Regions from separate parts of the Mus musculus genome. Here all the other regions are linked to region 4. Evidence: chromatin contacts called from public ChIA-PET, HiChIP or PLAC-seq and promoter capture Hi-C data. All regions are on one chromosome and are shown on one strand. The core of a region is the stretch at or near the end of the contact, and the rest is flanking DNA. Distances in the headings are between cores, read along the strand shown.

Region 1 (3,024 bases), core at 298-2,797, 730 kb after region 4:
CCTGCCTCTGCCGCTGGAGTGCTGGGATTAAAGTCGTGGGCCACCACTGCCCAGAACCACTACCAAGAGATAGCACCACCCACAATGGGCTGAGCCCTCCCACATCAATCACTAATTAAGAAAAATGCCCCACAGCCAGATCTTGTGGAGTTATTTTCTCATTTGAGGTTTCCTTCTTTCCGATGACTCTAGCTTGTGTCAAGTTGACATAAAACTAGCCCGGACAACTGTCAAGGAAATAAATAAAAAAAACTCATTCATCAATTGGTGTTAAAACTGTTGCATAATAAATGTGGGAAGAAAAAAAAAAAAACATGGCATTGTAGTCTTAAAGAATTAGCCTATAGCTGACTAATTTACTACCCAAGGAAAGAGGGACCTTGATTATGGAGGATTCCGACTTTAACTTGAGCCTGACCATGGTCAAATTTCACATGCTCACTTTCAGAACAATCTGTATCTCTTGATGGCTGTCCATTTTTCTCACTGCACCTCTCTAAATGTTCTGCCAGAGGATTCTAACAGTGGGACAGTTGAAAGAAAACAGACTTGAGGGTTTGTGAGGTTTTGTTTTAAATGCTAGTGTGTAAAAAAGAAAGGAAGAAAACCAAAGGGGACCCGGGAAGGTGGGCAGCACAGTGAGGGTCTAAGGTTGCATAGAACACGCAAACTCTTCCCATTCTTTTCCCCATGTTTGTCAATACACACGTGTGACACAGATGCTGTATACCAGCTTCTCCAGTCAGATTTGGAGATTTTTACAACAATCCCAAGGACCATAGGCAAAGCATTCTCCTTGAAGTCATGGTGACAAGCTAAGAGAGGGCCTGAAGTCAACAAGATGGCTCAGCAAGTAAAAGTGCCACCAAGCCTGGTAACCTCAAATGAATCCCTCAGTCCCACAAGGTGGAAGGAGGGAACAGGCAAGTTCGCTGACAATGCACACAGGTACCATAGCATGCCTGTACCTGCTCTTCCACAGACACACAATAAAAAAAAAACACATAAAATATAACTTTATTATTATTGTTGTTGTTATTTTTTCAAGACAGGGTTTCTCTGGGTAGCCGTGGTTGTCCTGGAAGACTGTTGCTCTGTAGACCAGGCTGGTCTTGAACTCAGGGATCTGTTTTTGCCTCCAACATACTGGGATTAAAGGCTTGCATTACCACATCAGTCTCAATAAAATATTTTTCTAAAAGGTTGTCGCCATGTGACGATGATGATCACAGGAACACTTGAGAAGGGAGGCAGGATCAGTACTTAACGGAGTAGGTACAAAGGCTAACTCTGGTGTGCGCATACCCAGTACTTGGTGACAGACAGGTAGCTGTGGGCCCCAGGCTGGCCCCAGGCAGCATAGCTTTCTTGCAGGCAGCCCCCAGAGCTTGGAGGTTCCCAGGAACACGTGCCTCCGGATGAAGAAACAATGTCCCTGACAGAACTGTGCTCCTTCCAGGGAGGTGCCTTTGGTCCGCGCCGTCGGGACGCCATCAGGCTGCCTAATAGCAAAGCAGAGCCAGAGCGCCGGGGGCGGGCCCGGAAGCGAGTTGGCCCCGCCCCCGAGACCGCGTGGCTGTGCGTCCGGGCTGTTGCGGATAAAGTTGTTTGAGGCGAGCCGGCTGCGGTCACGTGAGCGGAAGATGGCGGCCCCGGCGGGCGGCGGGGGCTCCGCGGTGTCGGTGCTGGCCCCAAACGGGCGGCGCCACACGGTGAAGGTGACGCCGAGCACCGTGCTGCTGCAGGTGCGGCCGCCGGCCCGGGTGGGGAACGGGCGGATGGGTGGACCCGCGGGCCGCCCGGGGTCGCCGCATCAGGGCCCGCCCCTGCGGTTGCTCCTAGGGCGGTAGGGCGGGACCGGGTCCCGGTGGGCGGGGCCTGAGGCAGCCAATGAGCGCCTTTCGCGCGGCTGTCCGCCCCATCCTCTAGATCTGGGTCCCGGGGGCGGGGCGGGATACTTGGAGGCGCGTTTGCTGAGCACGGTGGGGTGGACCCCACTAACAGGGTCGAGCCTTGCGAGCCCCAGAATCTTCGGCGCTTGTCCGAATCCAGCCTTCTCGGTCACCGGGAAGAGTGGCGTTCCTTCCTGCTCAGCTCAGGGGCGTCCCTCCGGACCCTAGGGCCTGTGTTCCCGGAAGTGAATTTTGCTAAGTCACTCACGGCTTTTGATTGTTGCTGTTTGTGACCTCGTATGAATTACACCTGCTTATTAAACCTCTGTTGTTAGGTTACAAAGGCGTACACGATTCATATCTGTGGCAGGGCCATACAGAGTGACCTCCATTTGGAGCTGCGCTCATGTAGAGGAGGGTTCTGGTCATGCAGCAGTTGCACAAAGACTGCCGGGCCACAGAGTGGCCGTGGACACAAAGTTCAGTAAGGCAGATTATTATTTGTGGCTAGAGGCCTCGCAGAGCCTAGAACATGGGACCAGGGGTGGACAGGCTAGGCCATAGTTGGAGGATTAAGTCAATAATGGGTCCCCAGTAGGAGGGGAGAGAGTAGACAGGATTTGCATGTAGTTTGCTTGGAGCTGGTGAGTGAGATGTTTGGTGGGCTGGCCAGTGCGCCTACTATCAGTTGAGGTAGGTTTTACCGATCATTTGTCCCACAGGTACTAGAAGACACATGCCGGCGGCAAGACTTCAACCCCAGTGAATACGACCTGAAGTGAGTTTGCTTGGACTCAGCTGTGGGCTTCTCAGTCTACCTGGTCCTTTTCTCAACACATACTATCTCTGCCTTAGAAGCGCCCCCATAGGTACTTTAATACAACAGAAGTTTATCCTTGCCCAGTTCTGAAGGCAAAGTCCAAAGTGCCCAGAGTATGGTTGTGCCACCCCCCCCCCCCAACCGCCCCCAGATTCTCTGTGTAGCCCTGACTGTCCTGGACTTCACTTTGTAGACCAGGCTGGTCTCAAACTCACAGAGAGCCTTCTGCCTCTGCCTCCACAATGCTGGGATCAAAGACCCCACCCCCACCCCTGTGGCTATACTCTAGAATATTCTAGGGAAGAGGACTCA
Region 2 (3,056 bases), core at 261-2,760, 510 kb after region 4:
GACAAGATAACGCAGGCAGAGGGACAACACAAAAGCCCCTGCATGGTTATCATAGAGGATTCATTTATTCTGAGGTGAAGTTGTTACACAAGAATTCCTAATCCTTGCAGACTTGTGGAGTCTTCCAGACTCAGGGATAAAAGTGACCCTCTGGTTCCTTAAGGGTAGTGTCTGTCCATGATAAGGAGTCCCGGGTAAAATGGCTCAGGCTCCACTCTGCATGCGGAGCCGGATCTCCATCCTGAGGAAGGCCTTGAGGTTCTCATCTGTCACGTGCTCCTCTAGAATGGCCAGGGCCTTCTCCCCGCCATCCTGGTAGAGCCTCAGCAGAGCTTCGGCATAATCTACCCATACACAGTTAGGGCAGCCACTCATGCAGCAGTTGGTGGGAGGCTCAAGCTCAGGTGGCAGCGAGCATGGGGGCCCTGTGGGGTTCCCCCTGGGCAGGGAAGCCTTTGGCTCCCTGTCATCCTCTGTACCTACTTGGAAACCTTCTTCCCTGTGGTCCATCCCCAAGTTTCTGCGGCTATCAGTGACTTGCACTGGAGCACGGTGTCTGTGAAGACTCTGGCAGCAGTCCCAGCTGGAGAAATGTTGCGTTCCCTGCGAACATGGGATAGTCTGCATGACTCTTCTGACTTCTGTATACTGTTTCCCTATCTGGGAAGTGGACATACTGGTTGGTATGAAAAGGAACTTGGTTTTTTTGTGGATGTTGTTTTTTTTTTTGTTTGTTTTTGTTTTGTTTTTCGAGACAGGGTTTCTCTGTGTAGCCCTGGCTGTCCTAGAACTCACTCTGTAGATCAGGCTGGCCTCGAACTCAGAAATCTGCCTGCCTCTGCCTCCCGAGTGCTGGGGTTAAAGGCGTGTGCCACCACTGCCCGGCTGAAAAGGAACTTGTTAAGGGCTTGCTCGGCTCAATGCCTAACACTGGGCATTCACTCTCAAAGTTCGCAGGAGGAACAAGTCCAGATCGGATAGCCAGACTGACTACACATCCTGGACAGGATAAGGGGAAGGCCCTTATCAGCCAGTTGTAGCTAAGCTCTTCTCTGACCATGTTGACTACATCCTCGGCTCGGTGTCGTCCTTCTATCACTTCACAAGAGACGCTTAAGGACACTGGGTCACACCATTTTCCGTCTCTCACGTCTCAAAGGCCCTCGGGTTCCCTTCCCTGCTATTCACCCATGACCCATGGTCACTGTTACTCTTGCAATTTACTTGCCCACTAACTCGTCTGGGGCCCAGACCTGAAGAAAGCTCTCAGTGAGCACGCTGACCATGGTTCCTCCAAGCGCTGGCCTGCCTCCCCGAACGGGGAAACCCCGGCTGCACGAAAGGCTTCGCGCAACCCGGTTGGGGCACTGGCGGCCGCTCAGGCCGCGGGCTTGTGTCCAGCACCAGAGCGCAGCTCGCACCCGGCCTCCCCGGGACAGGGTCTGCAGCGGCGACCCCATAGCTGGTGCGGCTGCCGGAGCCAAGGAGCTTGGGGACGCAGCGCAGGAAGCGGAAGTGATGCTCGCAGGCCTGGAGCTTGTAAGTGGGCGGAAATAGCTTCGTGCAGGACGCGCCTGGGGTAGTCATGGCGAGGCCTGGGAACATAGCACTGGTTACTGCGCGGTCGGCCGGTCTTAGAGGCTCGGGACAGCCGCAGGGGCGGCGGCAGCAGCAGGCTCAAGGACAGCAGCGCTCGGCCTCACTGCCCGGACAGCGCAGGTAGGTGCCAACCCCGGGAGAGGACCCATTTGGGAACTTTCCTGCGTCCCTCAGCCCAGGCCATGTGTTGAATGAACGGAGGTGAGTGTCTCCAGTTTCTCGTGAGCCACGTTCGGGGGATGAGGTCAGAGCTGCCAGCCTCCCTGGGCTCTAGAGCGCCTTTTGCCTCAGCGTGCAGAGAAAAATGCACTTGAAGGCAGCCTGGGTCGAGGGTGAGGGGAGGACCGTGTGTTCTTGGCCCCGGAACCGTTTCTTTACGGGGTTAATTCCTACTATGTGTCCGGCTGTGTTGTACATGGGAAGGGTCACACTCCGCCTGGGTTTCCTTTCCAGCAAAGAAAAGAAGAAAGTGAATTGCAAGCCTAAGAACCAGGATGAGCAAGAAATCCCTTTTCGGCTCCGAGAAATTATGAGGAGCCGACAGGAGATGAAAAAGACGCTAAGTAACAAGAAGAGAAAAAAGGAGGGTATGTACAGCCATTGCTGTGTGCCACCATATCTGCACCCATCCAGTCGCCCAAATTCTGAAAGGCGTTTGAGGCACAGGGACTACACCAAGACCCGGTACTGGGAGTGCAGGGTATGGGAAAGACAGCACAGGGCTGATTTTACAGCAGTGCTTTTATAATTTATATAAAAGTACTTGGACTTTTGAAGTTCTCTCTCTTTTTTTTAAGGTTTATTTTATGCATATGAATACACCATTGCTCTCTCCAGACATATCAGAAGAGACCATCAACTCCCATTACAGATGCTTGTGAGCCCATGTGGTTCCCATGTGGTTGCTGGGAATTGAACTTAGGACCTCTGGAAGAGCAGTCGGTGCTCTTAACCTCTGAGTCATCTCTCCAGCCCCCTTTTTTGGTTTTTCGAGACAGGGTTTGTTTTGCTTTTTTCAAGACAGGGTTTCTCTGTATAGCCCTGGCTATCCTGGAACTCACTCTGTAGACCAGGCTGGCCTTGAACTCAGAAATCCGCCTGCCTCTGCCTCCCGAGTGCTGGGATTAAAGGCATGGGCCACCTCTGCCCAGCTGAGGTTTTATTTTCATTTATGTATATGCAAGTGTGACTGGTGTAGAGGGGTGCATGTGCAATTGCTATTGGAGGCCATGAGGGGGCGTTGGATCCCATGGAATTATCCTAAACGTGGAGTTAAAGGCCTTCCTGCCCAGTGTGGTTGCTGGGGAGCCAAACTCAGGTCCTTAAGGAATACATTTTTTAAAGTTTATTTCCATTTTTTACATGCCTTGTGGTTTGCCTGCATGCATGTCTGTGTGAGTGTCAGACCTTGAACTGCCATGTGGTTGCTGGGATTTGAACTCTGGTCCTTTGGAAGA
Region 3 (3,430 bases), core at 240-2,739, 680 kb after region 4:
GGGCTTCAGGGGGGCTTCTGAGCTTATCTTCCCAGTTCTGGGGGTTACAGAGTGTGGTACTGCTCAGCTTCTTCACATGGATTCTGAGAGTCCAAACTCGGGTCTTCACGCTTGCATAGCAGGCACGCTACCCACTGAGCCATCTCTCCAGACCACCTCAGGGCTTCTCAGAATAGAAGCCGAGTTCGCCTGAGGTCAAATATTCAACTTCAAAGCTAGTCATCCCTCAGCCTTCCCAGGAGAGCTCTCAGAGTCAAGAGGACAGCATTTCTCAAATGTACCTATTGTACCAGGACTCTGTCTGGTTTTTTTTTTTTTTTTCCCCGAGCCAGGGTCTTGCATGGAGCTTCGAGCCAGGCTGCTCTCAAGAGTTTGATCTTGATCTTCCTCCTCTACCAGGCCCCACCTCCTGAGTCCTGAGATTGGAGATTTGGGACTCGACACTAGTTTTCCATTTATCTTTCTTCAAGGAGTACAGGCTCAGGAGAAAGACTAGGGCTCCAGTTTGTCCACATCACGTAAATCGATCAATTTGTCTGCACTTTAAGGGAGAAGGCATTAGCAGGCAGTTGGCTACTATGCCCTACTACTGTTCCATGTTTGATTGGCAGTCAGAAACTACGCATTCTGTAACTCTTTGACTTAGCTTAATTATTATTTATTGACTTATTCTTTAGCCCTGGCTGACCTAGAACTCCCTATGCAGTCCCTATGCAGACCAGGCTGATCTTGAAATTACAGAGATCCTCCTGTCTCCCAAGTGCTGGGACTAAAGGAATGTGCCACCACTGTCACGTTGCCTTAGTTAAGTCTTAAATCTAGAATTGCTTCGGGTCTCTGAGAAAGGACACCTTGAAGTTACTTCAAAGGTGAGCGAGATTTTGAACTCCAGCACTGTACAGCCCGAGTTTGCATCCCAGAAGGGGGCGCCTCACACCCGAAGCAACGCGCAGGCCCTCACTCACTGTGCTGATTCCAGCGCCCGTGTAGACAACCAAGTGCCTGGCACTTCGGACAGCTCCGGCCAGTTCGCGGACCTTCCTCCGCAGCTCCTCCGGGTCATCACACACCTGATAGGAGCCAGGCTGGTTATTGCCGCCGCTCGCCTCCCGCAGCCCGCCGCCCAGCACCCGCTGCCCGCGACTCGCCTCCTCCTGGCGGCGCTTGAGGCCCTCACGCCGCCGACTTCGACCCTGCAGCTCGGTCACCAGATCCTCGCTCTCGGCCAAGAGCCGGCCCTCCTCCGCGCTGCGCTCTGCAGCCGCCTTCCTCAGGATGCGTGACACCTACGGACGAGCAGCGGGTGAGCGACCGCGCGCGCCGGCGCGAGCGCGGGCACGGCAGTGGCTCACCTGGCGGAGGCGCTCCCGCTGCTGCTCCTCCCGCAGCCTCCGGACCCGCTCAGCAGCTTTGCGCTCCGAGCGGCTCAGACCGCCACCGGCTGCCATCGCTCCTTTGACTGCGCTTCCGGCTTCCGCTTCCGCCTCATCCGGCAGCTACAGAGACGCATGCGCGGGCCCGGCCCTTTCCACCTCTTCCGGCTCGCCCTTCCCACCCTTGCTCCTTCGGGATTTCAAAGAAATACCACCAGATCTCTTTAAAAGGCGTTTATTGATCATATACAAAATAAAGAAAACCTTATATATCACAAACATACACTATGTACAGCAATAAATACCCGGGGGGCCAGGCCCAGTGCCGCCCCTCCTGGACAATAATTTAGCAATAAATACTGCGCAGGGCACGGGTGGGCACCAAGGCTGCTGCCTGCTGAGGCCAGGAGACTGATTGCTCTCCAAGTCCAGGCCTCACCTTGCAGCCAGATCCCCTATGGCCCTACCCAGGTGCAGGAGACAGGGTCTCACCTTGCAGCCACACCACAGCCCCTCCTCACTTGGATGTTGAAGGACCCTCACCCCATTTAGGGTACTCTCTACTAACCTTCCCCCTGGCTTCAGCCCTGCAGGGCAGGCAGGGGCTGATCAACTCTGCTTGGACACACCTCTCAGCACCAGGAGACCAACAGAGCTGGACACACAATAGCCCTTGTCCTGTTGCCCTAAGTTGCCAGGAGAAGGCTTTCTGTACCCATTCCCATTTGGTTAAAGGCTTCAGAGACTAGCAGACAGAGAATGGGAGGAAAAGTGGGGTTGGGGCATAAAGTTGCTGGAGGGGCCAAAAGCCCAACGGGGGCCCTAGAGAACAAGGAAATCTTATCAGGAACACTTCCTAGAACACTCTACCTCACACTTCCAGAGACACCCGTGCTATATTAATGCCGTTGCTCCAGGGGCAGGGTACGTATGTGTGTAGCTGGCCCAGCAGGTATAGCACACACCTAGGACACACGCCAGGAACAGGCAAACTGTGAGCAGCTACAGCGAACCCATGCCTCTGTATGGTACCGATCTGTCCTCTGTTCCACAACTGCTCCCAAACCAGGCGGCCAATGGCACTGAGAAAATATGCCAAGAATTATTCAGTGGCTTCTGGGGAGATTGTTAATGTGTTGGTTCCTTTCACTAAACCACAGCCTAAAAAAGTAACTCAGAAGATCCCAGAGGGGAAACAGTGTAGCAGGCTGTGGCTCAGACATCCCAGCTGCGGATGGGAGCTTTAGCCAAGTGGCCACACCAGAGAGGGAGGTAGCAGGGAAGTGGCCTCACCATCTCCAAGTAGTTTATCAAAGCTGCAAACCCTGGCCCTGATCACCAAGGCTAACAGAGCACACATAGAACTGAAAGATGAGCTGAGACCAGCCTGCTGGAAGCCGGGTGATGGTGGTGATCCCTGTTAACACAGTGTTGCCACTGGCTCCCTGCACAGCAGGCACCACACCCAGCTGCACACAACACAGGGGGGACTCTCTGGGACCATACTCTACAGAGGAAACTGTGGACTTTCTTTGAAATCTGAGTGTCTATGTCCAAGGAAGAAGTCAGGCAGAGTCAAGGTAGGAGGGAAGTCACACATTATGGTTTACTTAGCGGAGAAGTTTGGGAGACCTGGCCTCAGCCCAAGCTCTCCATTCGCTGTGTCAGAAAGTCAAACACAACACCCTCACAGTAGGAAAACGGAATTAACAATGATCAGAGAAACAGCCAACAGTCACAAATGGACACAGGATTTACTGTCAGGAAATCAAGGGCAAGGGACAGGGAGTGGAGCTGCAGGGCTGGCTCAACAGGGAAAGTTCCCCAGACTCAAGAAGCAGGTGCTGCAAACCTGAAAGCCTTGAGCATAGCTCTATCCTGTTCAGAAGCAAAGACCTACTACTCCTGTTTAACACATACCCAGCCGCAGCCTCCTCTTCCTCATCCTCCCAGGAGGCTGGACTGAGGCACTGGGCCATTCTCAGCTTTACACAGCAGCCCAGCCAGTACCAAAACACTCAGAAAGCCTCTCGTCCTCCAGGCATGGGCACGGTCCA
Region 4 (3,267 bases), core at 450-2,949:
ACAGACCTGAGTCTGCCACCCATGTAGCACAGAAATGGGGTGACTATGGGTAGGCAGGCCCAGGAAAGAGTCTTGGGATGTTGTGGAAGGGGGAGTGGTCCAAGCCATGGGAACTTTTCTTGGGGGAGCTTCTCTGCCCTTTTTCAGACAGACCCCAAGTGTTTGCTGCCAGCCTCCACCTCTAGTTCTCCTCCATGGCCTTGGCCTGGGGCAAGCATGGAGGAGTTGCTTCTACCCCAGTGCACAGCTCCTTGTTGGCTTTCTGATCAGTGAGGGGATCAGTGTGTGCTTGAGTAGGCACCATACCATGCTGGTCTAAATGGACTAGAAAGTGAGATGAAGGGGCAGCTGTAACCAACCAGTCGCAGTGAACAGTAATTGACAAGTCCTTATTTGACAGCCAGTTAGTTTAAGCTGGCTTTCTGTCACAAGAAGAACCCAAGAAAAGACAGATACACAGAGATGTACACAGAGATGTACATAGACGACAAGGAAACAGAGGACAGTGGGCTGAATTCCTTCTCCTTACACATGTAGCAAAGTGAATAGGGGCCGTCTGAGTCCCCTGCTGAGGCTTGACAGCCGCGCCTTGGATTTGTGTCCTCTGGGTTGTTGGAGTGGTGTAACCAGCTGTCCAGGAAATGGATGCTGGAGTGTTATGTTTAATTAAAAGGAAACATTCAGCTCTGGTGTTTTACAATGTAAAGCAAATAATTCCTCTCTGTTCGTCTAATTGATGTAAATATTTCTTCAAAGGGAACCGCGTTGGAACCCCGTGTGCCAACCTGGTCAGTTTTCTCAGCCAAGCCTTACCCTTCCTTAAACCATCAGCTACTGGGCAATTCCAAGCTGTGCTGAGAGGCTCCTCCCCCGGAGCTATCCACCCAACTCCCGCCCCCGCCCCAATTCCCTTCCGAACCACCCCATGGAACTCGCTCCACGTCTCCCTCGCTCCTCTCTTGGGTCCTCTTCCCGGAATTCTAGACCCAACTGTCGGCCGCCACCCTCCGTTCAGCACCAGTCCACCACAAGCACCCGCCCCAGGGCCCACCCTGTCCCGATCCTGCCTCCAGGGCTCAGGGTTCTCCCGCTAGAGTTCAGCACCTTCCTCCGTCTCCACCTACTCCGGCTCCGGGTTTCCTCCCTTCCGGAAGACCGTCCAGGGTCGACGCACGCCTCGCCGACTCACCTGCAATAGCGCGGGAGCCACCGGCCCCTGTCGCGCACTCCTGAGGGACCCTTGAGGGCCTGCAGCTCGGATCGCTGCCTCCCGAGTGCCGCCTCCACGCGCGCTCGCGCCGGTGCCACCCGCACCGCCCACACCCCGCGCTAGCTCTTCCTGCGCCACCCCGCCCCCGCTTTCCGCCCCCAGCCCGGCTGTCGCTCCGACCCCCTCAGGCAGCTCCAGGGCCTCAGCGCGCCGCGCCTCCGCCTCCCAGCGGCCGACCAATTGCCGCTCGGAGCCGGCCTCCGAGTCCCTCCTCTAGCTCCGCCCTTCGCCCCCGCCTCCGAAATCTACCAATAGAAAAGACGGCGCAGGAGCGGGCCTGGCGGTTGCCTAGCAGCGGCTAGGCTGGGCGGGGGCGGACAGCCGGGGGCGGTGATCCGGGCGCGGCGGGGGCGGGGCCCGGAGGCGGGGTTTTTGTGGGGTGGGGCCTTCAGCGGCTATAAAAGCAGCGGCCGCCGGGCGCCGCGCTCTGTGGTCCTGGTCTGCGCGCCTTTTCCTGTTGCTGCAGTTGTCGCTTTCCTCACCGCCACCCGTGCCCCTGCTCTGGTCTGTGGTGTAGCCGGGACCCAGGACCATGTCGCTTTCACGCTCGGAGGAGATGCACCGGCTCACGGAAAATGTCTACAAGGTGAGTTTCCAGCGCGGCTCCGAGTCGCCCCTAGGTCTTCAGGCCCGAGCAGGGCACCGGCTCCCGGACTGCGGGTGTGGTGGACCGATCTTCCGTTGGTCACAGGTGGCCGCGCCCGCCCAGGGTCCTTACGCCCGCCGCGGCCCGCGCCGTCCCCGAGCACGAGTGGACGCCCCCACCCCGACGGCGCCGCTCAGCCCCCGCGCGCTCCCTCAGTACGCCTGTCTGTCCTGGCGTCCGGAGGGACCGAGATGTTCAGGGCCTGGGCTGCTCTGCGATCTGGCCTGGTCCGCTGCATCCCAGAGTGAGGGGAACAAGGAGCGGGGGCGGCGTGGAGGTTGCAGGCTGCTGCGGGCGGTCGCCCTGCGCTTGCTTGGCGCGGTGGCACCGTGGGGCTCTTCTAGGTGCTGTTATGCCAGCCTCTGGGCACTTTCTCTTCAACAGGCTTTCCCTTTCCACAACTCCTTTACGAGTGTTAATGGACGTGGCCCAAAGTGGGAGGTCGAGCTCGGACAGGTTGGATGGGTGGACAGATAATCCATCATCTTATGTAACCGCAGAGGGAGAAGACTAATTGTGTAGGAGGCTGACGCGCCTGCTTTTGCTTCTGATATGTGTTAAGAGTCTCGCATTCACATACTAATCTGTGAAATGACAGTTTCTCATGGAAGAACTGCAGAGCCTTGTGCAAGCCCCCTGGTGTCATGTTATGTCCATGCTTTGGGTACAGATGGACGGGCCATTTCCTATTTCTTCACCATGGGTTCTCACAGCCCTGGCCCCTTACCCTCAACAGCACAGCCTGGGGCTCCCTGATGGCATCAGGTCCGCTGCAGTTCTCAGTGACATTTTTTTTTTCAAGAGAGAAATTCCTGCCCTGCCCTGTGCATGGCAGTCCTCTTTACAAAGCTGTGCTTTATTTCAAAACTGTCTTAAGGGTGAGTGAAAGGCTTTCCACCAGCCACTAGGTTTTCACATGGAGTTGCTGGTTCATGGCTAAATGGGATTGTGCTCTGCTCGAGAGCAACAGTTTCTGATTGTATGAACCAACCATGGTTGTGCCTTTCTAGGCAATGGCCTGTGAAACCCTCATAGCTGTGCTTGCTCTGTTGCCTACAGCAGATGGAAGCCTCCAGGGTGGCTGCTTAGGTTTCAGCTGGAGTCCCGGGGGCAGATTATACTTTAATTCATCATTTAATAAAGGCTTTAGAGTTGTAGTTACATGGGTCTGGAGGAACCTTGAAGGTGGGTGTAGGGGCTGAAGGAGCTCTAAAACCATGTTCAAGCTGCCGGCAAACAAGATTGAGAACAGCCTTTTGTTCTTTATGTTTAGTATCTGTAGACTCCATGGTATATGTTCCCCTCTTGTTGGTCTGCGGAAGCACATGCTGTCGGGAGAGGGAGGTTTATT
Region 5 (3,377 bases), core at 60-2,559, 710 kb before region 4:
ATGGTGATCCGAGGCTGTTAACAGACACCGTGATTGCCAGGAGAGTCAACAGTTCCCAAGAAGAACTTCCTAGCTATACTCAAGACATTCCACTCACCAGAAAGCTATGGGGGGGGGGGGGGGACAAAACAAACAAACAGAGAAAAAACCCATAAGTACTGCTCAGCTAAGAGATCCATCCCCAGCAACCAGCTAAGAACCAACTCTGGTAAATTCCCAATGGGTGAATCTTAGCCGGCCCCTGTGCCCAAAGTCACCGCACCACTAAGTTCAATATTCGCTATCAAGGTTAATGTCAATATTTCTTCCAAGAGCTACATACATAGTTTCTTTTAAATTCTTTGATCAGTTATTAAGATTTAGAGTGGAGCCCCTAGTCCCCGGCTCTTTGCACCCATGTTCTGACCAGTATGCTTGGTGACAGGACACTTCCCCTCTCTCTCTCTTTCCTGATAAAGGAAGTTGACAGAGTCCATGGAACAAACTTTAACAGAGTCAAGAGACGCTTTTCTATTCCCCTATTTCTGAACGGAACCTGGACTAGATTGTGGCCAACATGTGACACCGACTTCGGAGGAACAGGCTTTTCTCACCGCGCGTTCTGGCAGGGTTCCGTGGGTTATTTTTAGCAATCTTAAATTGCCCTTTTTTCTTTTTATACTATCCCTTTTTTTCTTTCTTTCTTTTGAGGAAAGAGAGAGAGAGAGAGAGGCGCGCAGGCTAAAAAAGAAGCGAGGATCCTGACATGGGGCCTCTTAAATAGCCCTGACCATTTCCCCCTAGTGCCCCAACGCTAAGACCGCACACGCCCCAGGAGGGCATGGCACACCTTGGGGGCTCTGTCTGACAGTGCAGGAACCCCATAAGTTCTTCGCATGCTCAGACCAGCCAGCAAGACAAAGACCGCAAGTGCCCCGGCCCACAGCTCCAGACAGGCGAGGACCGAGTCTCCTCGAGTGGGCCCACTCCCAAAGCAGAGAGTCTCACTCGAGGGTGGAGTTCCCAGGGCGTCCCCAGCAAGATCCGGGTTCCTCCGCATCGCCCCCGCCCAGAGCCCAGAGCCGGTCCCCCAGCCACTCCCGGACCCCCGCGCAGCAGGCCCGGGTCCGGTGCGTGCAGATTCCAGGGTACCCAGGAACCGCCACGTCGTCCCGAGTGGACCCCAAAATCCCCGGCCCGCGATCCCAGAAGAACCCTGATACCCACCCGGGTCCCGCCGCGAGGGCTGGACACGCGCCGGCTCCAGGAGCCACCACCGCCGCCGCCACTGCCACCGCCGCCGAAAGCGAGGCGCGGCGGGGAGGGAATATGGAGAGGCCGTCCCCGCTCCGCCTCCGCTCCGCCCCCGCTCCGCCTCGCTCCGCCCCGGGGCCCAGCCCCGCTCAGCCCGGAACGCCAGGCACTAACTCCAACCTCAGGGTCCTGCGCATCCGTCGACCCCTGCTCGGGGCTTTCTGCTGACTCTGCAGGATCTCGCCACGCGCCTAGTACCCCGGACCCTGCCCTGGATGGGAGCCCTGTGCCCTCGATCCGAAAGGCAGGGCCTCCCTGTACCCATGTATGCGCTCACCCCTTGCATTTCTATTTCTCAAACTTAGGGTTACGAAGGAATGATGCTCCCCAAAAGGTACTGGTTCTTGAGTAACCCAAAGCTGGAAGTGGAAGAGCCAGAGCTAGGCGCGTTTCCCGGACCCAGCATCCCCAACCTGCCTGCCACTTTCTTTGAGTCCCTGAACATCATCAGGGTCACTCTACGGGAACTAAGTCCAGCCGGGAAAGTCTGGGACACATGGCGACGGACAGGCAAAACACATTTGTTCTTTAATGTGTTTGCTTAGTGTTTCTGTGTGAATCGATGGACGCTGCCAGACCCCGCCTCCTGCGGTCTTGGAGCACGCGGTCCAGACTTCGCCGGATGTTGATGGCGTAGCCTAGCAACGAGAGATGGCGGAGCCGGAGGACCAGGCTGACGGGTAAGCCCCGCAGGAGGGATAATAAACCCACCAGATGTTTTCACTAAATTTCTGCACGCAGGTACCCCCACCCGGACCGCCTTCTCCTTCACTTCTGTGCCCCTTCCCGCTCTTCTCCACTTTCTGGACCTGTCCTACACTACCCAACCCACGCTCCCCCATGTCCCCTATCTCTTGCACCTTCTGTTCTTTGTCCTTTTCAAGCGCCCCCCACCCCCCATCATTCCTTACTCCTAGCCCCTGCTTCTCCTGGACTACAGACTTTAACGCCCCGCGGTAACCATGGCAACCATCATGCTTGATAAACCCGCTGCAAAGCAGGACTTGGATGGATGGGACGCCGTTCAGTATTACAAGAGTGGGAAGAAAGGAGGAGCAGTAGCTCCGTTGGGATTGGGCTAGGCCCATACCTCCCCCTGCAAGATGGATTCCCCTCACCCCCATCATGGTCTTGAGGGATAGACTGATCCCCATCACTGAGTGAACCCCAAAATGCTGTTGCCGGCACTGTTTTAGGTTTTGTGCAAAACAAAAGCAAGTTTAAACAGTTCTATTTGCTCAGACTTTTCTGGGTTGTTTCATATAGTTAAAGTCCTTATGGACACCCATGGAAACACATCCAGAGTATATCCCACGAGAAGGCTAACTGTGAAGCCACAGGTATAGAATGAGCTCCAACTTGGGGAAGACTTGAAATGCAAAGATTCTGAGCAAAGGCAGGTGCACAAAATGCCTGCTCCAGTGGTGCTGGGAAGCAGAGGGGGGAATAGCCCAAGCTCTCATTGTCTGTGAAGCAGAAATCTGTATTCGTTTGTTTTTTAGAAAGCTAGCTTAGCTTTTTAAATAGTCTTAAATATTGCATGTGGCATATTTGTAGAAGTGGTGTGTGTGTGCACGCGCGTGTGCGCACATTCGTGCAGAAGCCAGAGGAAGATTCAGGCGTCCTGCTCTATCTATCTCTACCTTATTCTCTTGAAGCAGAACCTCTCATTGAGCCTGGAGCTTGACTGGTGGCCAGCAAGCCTTAATAGTCCTCCTGCCTCAAACCCTCACAGTGCTGGAGTTCAGGCACAAGCAACTGTGCCTAGCTCTTACGTGACTGCTGGGGGTCCAGACTCTAGTTCCTAACTAAGTTTTTGAAAAGCCAAAATATTTTACATGCAAACCTTGGCTATGTTGAGAAGTAGAGACGGCATGCTGTCCTCTCTCCTGAGACCTTCTCTGCTTGGCCCCAGAAACAGACTTCGCTGGGGTGTTCTCACACGCCGCTCCTTTCACGTTATAATTGCGCCTTACGTTCATTCCCATACCACATTTGTGGCCCGTGACTAGCATGGCCCAGCGATGGAAGAGTCTCTGCTGGCAGCAGAGTGGAGGAGAGGCAGAGGCCTTACCAGTGAACAG
Region 6 (3,419 bases), core at 705-3,204, 590 kb before region 4:
CCAATGACAGCTGAGCCAGTGGGAGGACTGGCGGGAGGACAGGCAGGAGGACAGATGGCAGGACAGGGAGGAAGACAGACAGAACGACAAGGAGGAAGACAGGCAGGAGGACAGGCGGGAGGAGAGGTGGGAGGACAGGGAGGAAGACAGGTAGGAGGGCTGGACAGAGGACACATGGGAGAACAGACAAGAGGAAAGCCAGGAGTTCAGGGAGGAAGACAGGCAGGAGGACAGGCGGGAGGACAGAGGGACAGGGAGGAAGATAGGCAGGAGGACAGGACAGAGGACAGACAAGAGGACAGGCAGGAGGACAGGTGGGAGGACAGGGAGGAAGACAGGCAGAAGGACAGGGAGGAAGATGGGCAGGAGGACAGACAGGAGAACAGGCGGAAGGACAGACAGAAGAACAGGCGGGAGGACAGACGGGAGGATAGGTGGGAGGACAGGCAGTAGGACAAGCAAGAGGACAGCCAGGAGAATAGATGGGAGGACAGGGAGGTAGACAGACAGAAGGACAGGGAGGAAGACAGGCAGAAGGACAGGATGGAGGACAGGAGGGAGGACAGATGGGAGAACAGGCAAGAGGACAGCCAGGAGGACAGATGGGAGGACAGGCAGGAGTGGTTGTGTTACGTGTGCCTTCTGTTGCATGCCAGGAAGCCATGCTGCTTGCACACAGAGGTCTCAGCTCTTGCCTCTGACCCTGATCATTCAGTCCTAAAATTCCTGCTGTCATTATCTGAATCCAGTCTTCAACAGTTAAGTGAGGGTGGGGTCCAATCGAACAGGACTGTGGCATTTCTCTGTCAGGTTTGGAAATGAGACAGGTGTCATCAACAATCCAGGAAGGCCTCCCCAGAAACAGAGGGAGGAGCCGGCTCTCTGAACCCAGTCTCTCCATATAATGAAATTGTTAGACTTACATTGGTTTGTTAAAAACCTGGCCTGTAGTGTGGCGTGCATGTGTGCATGCGTGAGTGTGACTCTATTTTCTGCTTTGTCCGTATTTTCCCTGCATGTACATATACAACAGTTACAGATCCCTGTGAGCCGCCATGTGGGTTCTGAGTATTGAACCTGTGTCCTCTGGAAGAGCAGCCACTTCTCCTAACCACTGAGCCACCTCTCTAGCCCTGAGACTGCCAGGTTTTGTTGTGATGGCTGTCCAAGCTGAGACAGGACCGAAGTTCCAGAGCCACACGAACTGGCTCCAGAGGATTCCAGCGCCAATCCTATCCGGTGGATATACACCCTAGGCCGATCTTCGAGACTATCCTTGGAGAGATTGGGGGTAGTGCTGCAAAGACAGCACTGTTTATGTTACAATTAACCAACTGGCTTGCCCAGATACCACAAAGTTTATCAGAAGAGTGGGCCTGGCCCAGAGCCAGACCTCAGAAGGCCTGGGCTGTCACAAGCCAGGCACTGATCACCCAAACAGGAAGTCTCATGAATGCAGGAGGAACTTGGTGGTTTGCGTGGGCATTGGAGTACTGTACTTTTGGGCCAGGAGCTAAGAGAACTGACCAGGGCATCCTGCAAAAACTCGGGGACTCAGGCTATTCTCATTTCTGGAACCTTATCAGAGGTCTGCATGAGTAGCCGGGGTCCACCGGGTCTCCTTGGCAGCTTTGACTACAGATGTGGGAATGCTGGCCAGCTTGGGGATGGCAGAAGCGGGAGGGCCAGACGCATTTAGAGTCACCAGGAAGAGACCTGCAACAGGAGGCTCGGCAAGGAATTGGCGCGCCGGGGTCAGCATGGGCCAGTGGCGGGGAAGAGCCCAGTGGCCGCTTCTGGGAGCAGCAGCAGGTGGCCGTGCCAGGGACGGCGGCACTCACCAACTATCAGTAGCACGTTGCGCGAGTGCGCGCCGCAGAGTCCCAGGACCAACAGAATTGTGCAGCAGGCCAGTCCCGGGCAGTGCATGGCGGCGCCGGTCAGGGTAAGCGGTTCCGGCTCGTCCGCTCCCCACGGTCACGTGCACGGCAGGCCCCGCCCATGTCCTGCCCACTCTGTTTCTGAGATTCCTGCGGACTCAGCTACCGCCACTTCGGAAGACCCTGAGTCTCAGCGTCCGGTGGGTGAATCTGGGTCCTTGTGATGGAGAGAGGGAGTGTGTGGCGGTGTGGGCTGGGGTCACCAGGAGCTGTGGGGCCAGCGCTGAGTCCTCGGGTGAGCCCTACTCCGGGAACCCTCCCTACCGCAAACCATTAGAGTCCGGGCCGCCTTACTCCAGGTTCTCAGACTTGTTTGTGTTCCCCACTGGGACCTCAGCCTCCGTTTCCCAACCCCCCCCCCCCATACCCCACCCCGCGATCCCGGGATCCCGCGCTAGCGGCGGCGTGGGGGTGGGGAGGAGTGGATTTTGTCCAGAGTGTCATTTCCAGGGCTGGGGCGTGTGGACCAGTAATGAGGAGTCAGCTATGGGCTGGGACACGTGTGTGTGTGTGTGTGTGTGTGTGTGTGTGTGTGTGTGTGTGTGTGTGTGTGTGTGTCTGTTCGCCAGGATCTTAGCGGATGCTACGTACCTAGAATTAATTTGAGAGCTTCAGTTAGTCTTTGGAAAACAAAGTAGAATCTTCAGCCCTCCCACCCTTGGGCTATGAATGCCACAAGTGGGTGCTGGGTAAATCTTGACTTCAGGGATGTCACATACTCCCACCCCCTTTCCCCCAACTGCAGCCCTTAGTGGTGGGTGGAGTCCTACCTAACACCTTGGTGGCCCTCTGCGGTGGTGAGGTGTACACTTGGTGAGGTGTAAATCTTGGCTCCTCAGGGCCTCCTGGCTGCCTACCTACACACTCTGCCGGCCAGAGGAAGCCTGAGCCTGCAGGACCTGCTTCTTCTGGGCTGGGATAGTCAGGTTCCCCGGGGAGGGGGTAAAAGAAAGGAGCAGGTTCTTCGGGGTGAAAATGTCGTCTTTAGGCATCCCCTCAAGAGCTAGTTTGCGGGGGGCGGGGAGGGGGGGTTGGTAGGGGTTGACAGTGGAGAGACACCAGAGCTTGGGATCAGGGGCTATGGCCCAGAGATGGGAAAGAGAGGCTGAGGCCTCCCTGAATCCTTGGTGCAGGCCCATGTGCACATTTTGCTGGCTTCCTTTCCCAGATCATGGTGGTTTGGTAAACTTAGCCACCTGGCTCAGCCTCCCTGCCACAAAAGGCAGGCTATGCTCCTGACGCCCTTGGGAAGATAACGCCACCTTCTCCCAAGCTCAGCCCCTGATCACTGCTCCATGTCACCCATGCCCAGCTCTGTGAAAGGTCTGGGTCAGACCAGATCCCCCAGCCTGCACATGGCACCAGACACATGCTGCTGCTCTGCTACGGCCCTGAGGAGGAGGCTACCCGTCCTGGCCTGGGTGCCTGACTACTCTCTGCAGTGGCTGAGGCTGGACTTCATCGCTGGACTTTCCGTGG
Region 7 (3,393 bases), core at 598-3,097, 630 kb after region 4:
AAGAGTTGATATAGAACCCACTTGAGAACAGGGCCTCTCCCTGCCTTTTTTCCCCCACCTGTGGGTTTGCTCCCAAAGCCTACACAGTTATTAAAGGGCAGTTCTAGGGTCACACCTGTATATTCCTTTGGGGAGGCTGTGTCTCCATTCTTGAAGAACTTGATTGTGGGGTAGCCACGGACACCATACTGCTGAGCCAGGTCAGACTCTTCTGTGGCATCCACCTTTGCTAGTCGAATCTCAGAGCCTTCTGCCTTCAGTTTTGCGGCAGCTTTGGCATACTCGGGAGCCAGAGCTTTGCAGTGGCCACACCACGGGGCATCTGTAAAAGAAACCAGGACATTGGAAGGTAGTCCTCTATCCAGGTCTATTTCTTCCCTTTGTACTTCCTTTCATAAAAACCTTATCAGCATACCAAGATAACCCCTCTTAATGCAGTCAAGAGACTGCACTGATAGCTGGTGCTCTTGGGCAATATGAGGACAGAGGCCACGAGTGACAAACCAACCCCAATCCCTACTTTGCCCTGTGACCACCAGCACTGTAAAATCATCCTTGACTTGTAACTTCGTACTGCCCCCAGCAATCAGGGTCAGTGTATACCTGGGGTTTACCACTCAGAATCTAGGAAAAGTTAAAAGGTTGCTGGGCCAGCACTATATGTAGCAAGTACGTGTCCAGATGCCTATCCAAAGCTGTTCTTTCTACTATGGGAATGTGACAATCTGTCAAGGCAACCTGGCAGCTGTGTTGGAGCTCACACACTTGTAAGCAGAAGTAAAGGCTTAGATCTGGCTTGCTTCCCGGTATACGGCAAGTTACAGGTAGGGTGGGCATAGTAAAGAGCGTTTGATCTACTCTATCGGAACTGCTAACTGCTCACACAGCCCACTCTGTTTTTCCCAGCTAACAGAAGGTTCTGGCCATGTGGACGTCGTGCACAAAGATACCTTCTTGATTCTCAATCCCGCAGTCCCCCTCAATGAGCTCTGACTACAACGACTTCTACTTTGGGTAGGAAGGATGCTCTTGGGACAACTGGAAGCAGAGAAGCTTACAGTAGGTGCTACCCGCGAGGTGCAGCTCTGGACCGGCCAGTCCGTGTTCCGTGGGGCAAGCTGAGGGCTACGGGCCACCGTACTCAAGAGGGGCCGGCCGCGCAGGACAGTGCTGGGTGCCGCAGAGGGCGGCCCGGAGGAGTCCGTGGACAAGGGGCCCTTCCCCCCCCGCCCAGGCCCACGGCGCACTCACAGAACTCCACCAGCAGGTACTTGTGCGCCGCCAGCGCCTCCTCGAAGTTGCTCTTCTTCAACACCAGGACGTTGTCCTCCTCCTCCAGGGCGTCGGCGCCCACCCTAGCCGCCCAGGCCAGGGCTAGGCACAGCAAAGCACGGCTCAGCATGTCGGACGTCTGCAGCGGGCGGGGCAGTTGGGTTGGCGCCGCCGGGACAGCCAAGGCGACGAGAGCGCGCGTCGGTCCAGACCTCGCCTTTATAAATCCTGGGCCGGGGACGCGCCCACGCCTCCCCCTCGCTGCGCGCGTCAGCCGCCGTGCGCATGCGCCCCGCCGCGCCCTCCGATTGGCCAAGGAGCTGAGAGACCCGCCCTCGCCGTGCGGGGACTGGACACCCACTCAAGGCTGGGCCACCAAGTCGACAAAGACCCGGAGGCCTTTCGGTTCTTGCCTGGGATTGGCCACGGCGCGCGCGCGCGCGCACAAACCCAATGTCCCCCAGCGTCTGATTCGCTGGCGAAAGCCAACTTTCTCTTTCTGGACTTCTGACTGGCGACTTTTCCCACGCCTTCCACACGTCTGGAATGGCTGCGGCTTTCCGCTGCCCGGCCTCGTGGCTCCTGATTGGTGGAGAGATGCGCGTACCCAGCCCGATTCTCCGTCGAACGTGGCAGTGGGCGGAGTCCCGGACCCCTGGGCGGGGCTACGCTTGCGCCTCCGAAGCCCCTCGTGTTGCATTCTGACTGGACCGCGTTTCCGTACTGGCACCGCCCCCAAGTCTCCTCAAGGAAGCCAGGGACGCCACTTCCGGTGCGCGTGCGGCTCGTGCGGTCCCTGCCCAGGTCTTGGGTGACGGACCCTAGTTTCGGGGTCGGTGTTCTGTGCTTTTCTCGGCTGCGGTAGCTGCCAGGCGTGTCCCCACGCCGCGGGCACGTTTCTCGGGCGCCCCGTGGTCGTCCGAGGCTCCTGTCCACCATTCGGAATTCGGTGCCCGAGACCTCTGCGGAAGCTGCTGGGGAAGTGGAGAAAGCAGTCCGTGCCGTCCGCTTTATACTGACCACATGTTGAAATGGCTCTTGAGTTCGTTGGGCTGAATAATAAAAAGGTTTGGCTTCTGTGAATCAGCCTTTCCATTACGTACGAGAGTCACATTTTGTCTCGGTTGGACTTCCTTTTCCAGAATCATCTTCTACTTTGTGTCTCTATCCCTTAGTGACTTGGAACTCATTGTACACAGGCTGGCCTGGAACCCGAGGAAATACTTAAAAGATCTGCACCGGCCCACTGGGTGCTGTAGTTACAGCTGTGAGCAGTCCCTGTCCGTGTTCGGTCCATCTTTCTCTTTCTTTACTGCTCCCCGGCTGTCAACCGACCTGCTCTCCACGCCCAGCCCGGGAGCTCACTCCTAGAAGCATCTTCTTTTTTCACTTCCCACTACGAAAACTATCCTGATTGTCAAGGGTCATTAGAAAAGGCAAACACCCAAATATTAAGTATATAGATTGACTAGTACTACACTGCTCTCAGAAATGGATAAAAAACAAGAAATATGGCATATGGTTTTGTATTTTGATAGTTTTTTTTTTTTTAATTGTTTTTAGTTTTTCAAGACAGTGTTTTCCTGTATAGCCCTGGAACTCGATAGACACCAACCTGGCCTTGGACTCAGAGATCCATTTACCTCTGCCTCCTCAGAGTGCTGGCATCAAAGATGTGTGCCATCACTGCCTGGCAGTAGCTTCTTTAGCAACGTTGTCAATAAGGACATGCATGTATTACCTTTCCTACTAGAAACTCCTCTTATCTAGTGTGAGTTTCTTCCCTTGAAGACCAAGTCCTTTGTGCCCCAACCCATTCAGTGTAGGCAGAGAGGGAGTCAGATCCTGGTCGGAGCTCACTGGGAAACCTTCGAGTATATACGGGATGACTTTGCAGGCCTAGGAGAGCTATGAATGAATTTGCCCTGGAAGAGTACCTAATCTAGCAGCAGCTTGGCTAGGTGCTTGGTTTTTTCTCTGCCTATCTTTAGTGCCTGTACACATTCCTGACTTGGGTACAATAGAAATAGCTTCATATATGATGCTGCTATCTCCCAGTGATTTTTTTAGCTGCCTTGAGCTGTTCTAGAAACCATTATTTGGAACTAGAGACAAAAGAGC

What was found. ChIA-PET counts read pairs in DNA pulled down with a chosen protein or histone mark. HiChIP or PLAC-seq counts read pairs in DNA pulled down with a chosen protein or histone mark. Capture Hi-C pulls out chosen DNA fragments and counts their contacts.
Region 1: a contact with region 4 is called in a FOXA1 HiChIP or PLAC-seq map of pancreatic cancer cells. The contact joins the promoter of Aspscr1 here to the promoter of Baiap2 in region 4.
Region 2: a contact with region 4 is called in an RNA polymerase II ChIA-PET map of memory CD8 T cells, with 6 read pairs. The contact joins the promoter of Oxld1 here to the promoter of Baiap2 in region 4. A contact is called at or near these places in 3 of 39 promoter capture datasets (liver and stem cell-derived epiblast-like cells) and 2 of 115 datasets of contacts at active chromatin or transcription factors (memory CD8 T cells and pancreatic cancer cells).
Region 3: a contact with region 4 is called in an RNA polymerase II ChIA-PET map of memory CD8 T cells, with 15 read pairs. The contact joins the promoter of Sirt7 here to the promoter of Baiap2 in region 4. A contact is called at or near these places in 2 of 115 datasets of contacts at active chromatin or transcription factors (memory CD8 T cells and pancreatic cancer cells).
Region 5: a promoter capture Hi-C map of adipose tissue shows a contact between it and region 4. The contact joins the promoter of Tbc1d16 here to the promoter of Baiap2 in region 4. A contact is called at or near these places in 1 of 39 promoter capture datasets (liver), 6 of 115 datasets of contacts at active chromatin or transcription factors (embryonic forebrain, embryonic midbrain, embryonic stem cells and 2 more) and 2 of 9 other capture datasets (adipose tissue and pancreatic islet).
Region 6: an RNA polymerase II ChIA-PET map of memory CD8 T cells shows a contact between it and region 4, with 116 read pairs. The contact joins the promoter of Sgsh here to the promoter of Baiap2 in region 4. A contact is called at or near these places in 1 of 39 promoter capture datasets (embryonic stem cells), 1 of 484 Hi-C or Micro-C datasets (bone marrow-derived macrophages), 8 of 115 datasets of contacts at active chromatin or transcription factors (astrocytes, embryonic stem cells, large pre-B cells and 5 more) and 2 of 9 other capture datasets (embryonic stem cells and liver).
Region 7: an RNA polymerase II ChIA-PET map of memory CD8 T cells shows a contact between it and region 4, with 15 read pairs. The contact joins the promoter of P4hb here to the promoter of Baiap2 in region 4. A contact is called at or near these places in 1 of 484 Hi-C or Micro-C datasets (embryonic stem cells) and 3 of 115 datasets of contacts at active chromatin or transcription factors (memory CD8 T cells, microglia and pancreatic cancer cells).

What each region holds. Positions count from the first base shown.
Region 1 is chr11:120,671,426-120,674,449 of GRCm38.p6, forward strand. Aspscr1 (alveolar soft part sarcoma chromosome region, candidate 1 (human)) reads left to right here and starts at 1,548. Exons shown (of 16, transcript NM_026877.2): 1 at 1,548-1,745; 2 at 2,615-2,670. The coding sequence starts at 1,644.
Region 2 is chr11:120,456,560-120,459,615 of GRCm38.p6, forward strand. Oxld1 (oxidoreductase like domain containing 1) reads right to left here and starts at 1,511. Exons shown (of 2, transcript NM_025560.3): 1 at 1,254-1,511; 2 at 42-603. The coding sequence starts at 1,460. The coding sequence ends at 205. It overlaps Ccdc137 (coiled-coil domain containing 137), which reads left to right and starts at 1,570. Exons shown (of 6, transcript NM_152807.3): 1 at 1,570-1,719; 2 at 2,053-2,186. The coding sequence starts at 1,586.
Region 3 is chr11:120,623,525-120,626,954 of GRCm38.p6, forward strand. It overlaps Sirt7 (sirtuin 7), which reads right to left and starts at 1,490. Exons shown (of 10, transcript NM_153056.3): 1 at 1,353-1,490; 2 at 1,149-1,286; 3 at 966-1,070. The coding sequence starts at 1,448. It overlaps Mir6936 (microRNA 6936), which reads right to left and starts at 1,352; the gene lies at 1,299-1,352. It also overlaps a transcript of Mafg not described here.
Region 4 is chr11:119,941,393-119,944,659 of GRCm38.p6, forward strand. Baiap2 (brain-specific angiogenesis inhibitor 1-associated protein 2) reads left to right here and starts at 1,700. Exons shown (of 14, transcript NM_130862.4): 1 at 1,700-1,856. The coding sequence starts at 1,803. Gm11767 (a long non-coding RNA gene) reads right to left here and starts at 1,702. Exons shown (of 5, transcript XR_001780400.2): 1 at 1,190-1,702.
Region 5 is chr11:119,227,190-119,230,566 of GRCm38.p6, forward strand. Tbc1d16 (TBC1 domain family, member 16) reads right to left here and starts at 1,310. Exons shown (of 12, transcript NM_172443.3): 1 at 1,207-1,310. It overlaps Ccdc40 (coiled-coil domain containing 40), which reads left to right and starts at 1,383. Exons shown (of 21, transcript NM_001364767.1): 1 at 1,383-1,558; 2 at 1,839-1,973. The coding sequence starts at 1,945.
Region 6 is chr11:119,353,556-119,356,974 of GRCm38.p6, forward strand. It overlaps Sgsh (N-sulfoglucosamine sulfohydrolase (sulfamidase)), which reads right to left and starts at 1,955. Exons shown (of 8, transcript NM_018822.3): 1 at 1,842-1,955. The coding sequence starts at 1,929. Slc26a11 (solute carrier family 26, member 11) reads left to right here and starts at 2,002. Exons shown (of 17, transcript NM_178743.3): 1 at 2,002-2,080; 2 at 3,253-3,419. The coding sequence starts at 3,296.
Region 7 is chr11:120,571,406-120,574,798 of GRCm38.p6, forward strand. It overlaps P4hb (prolyl 4-hydroxylase, beta polypeptide), which reads right to left and starts at 1,848. Exons shown (of 11, transcript NM_011032.3): 1 at 1,252-1,848; 2 at 116-322. The coding sequence starts at 1,402.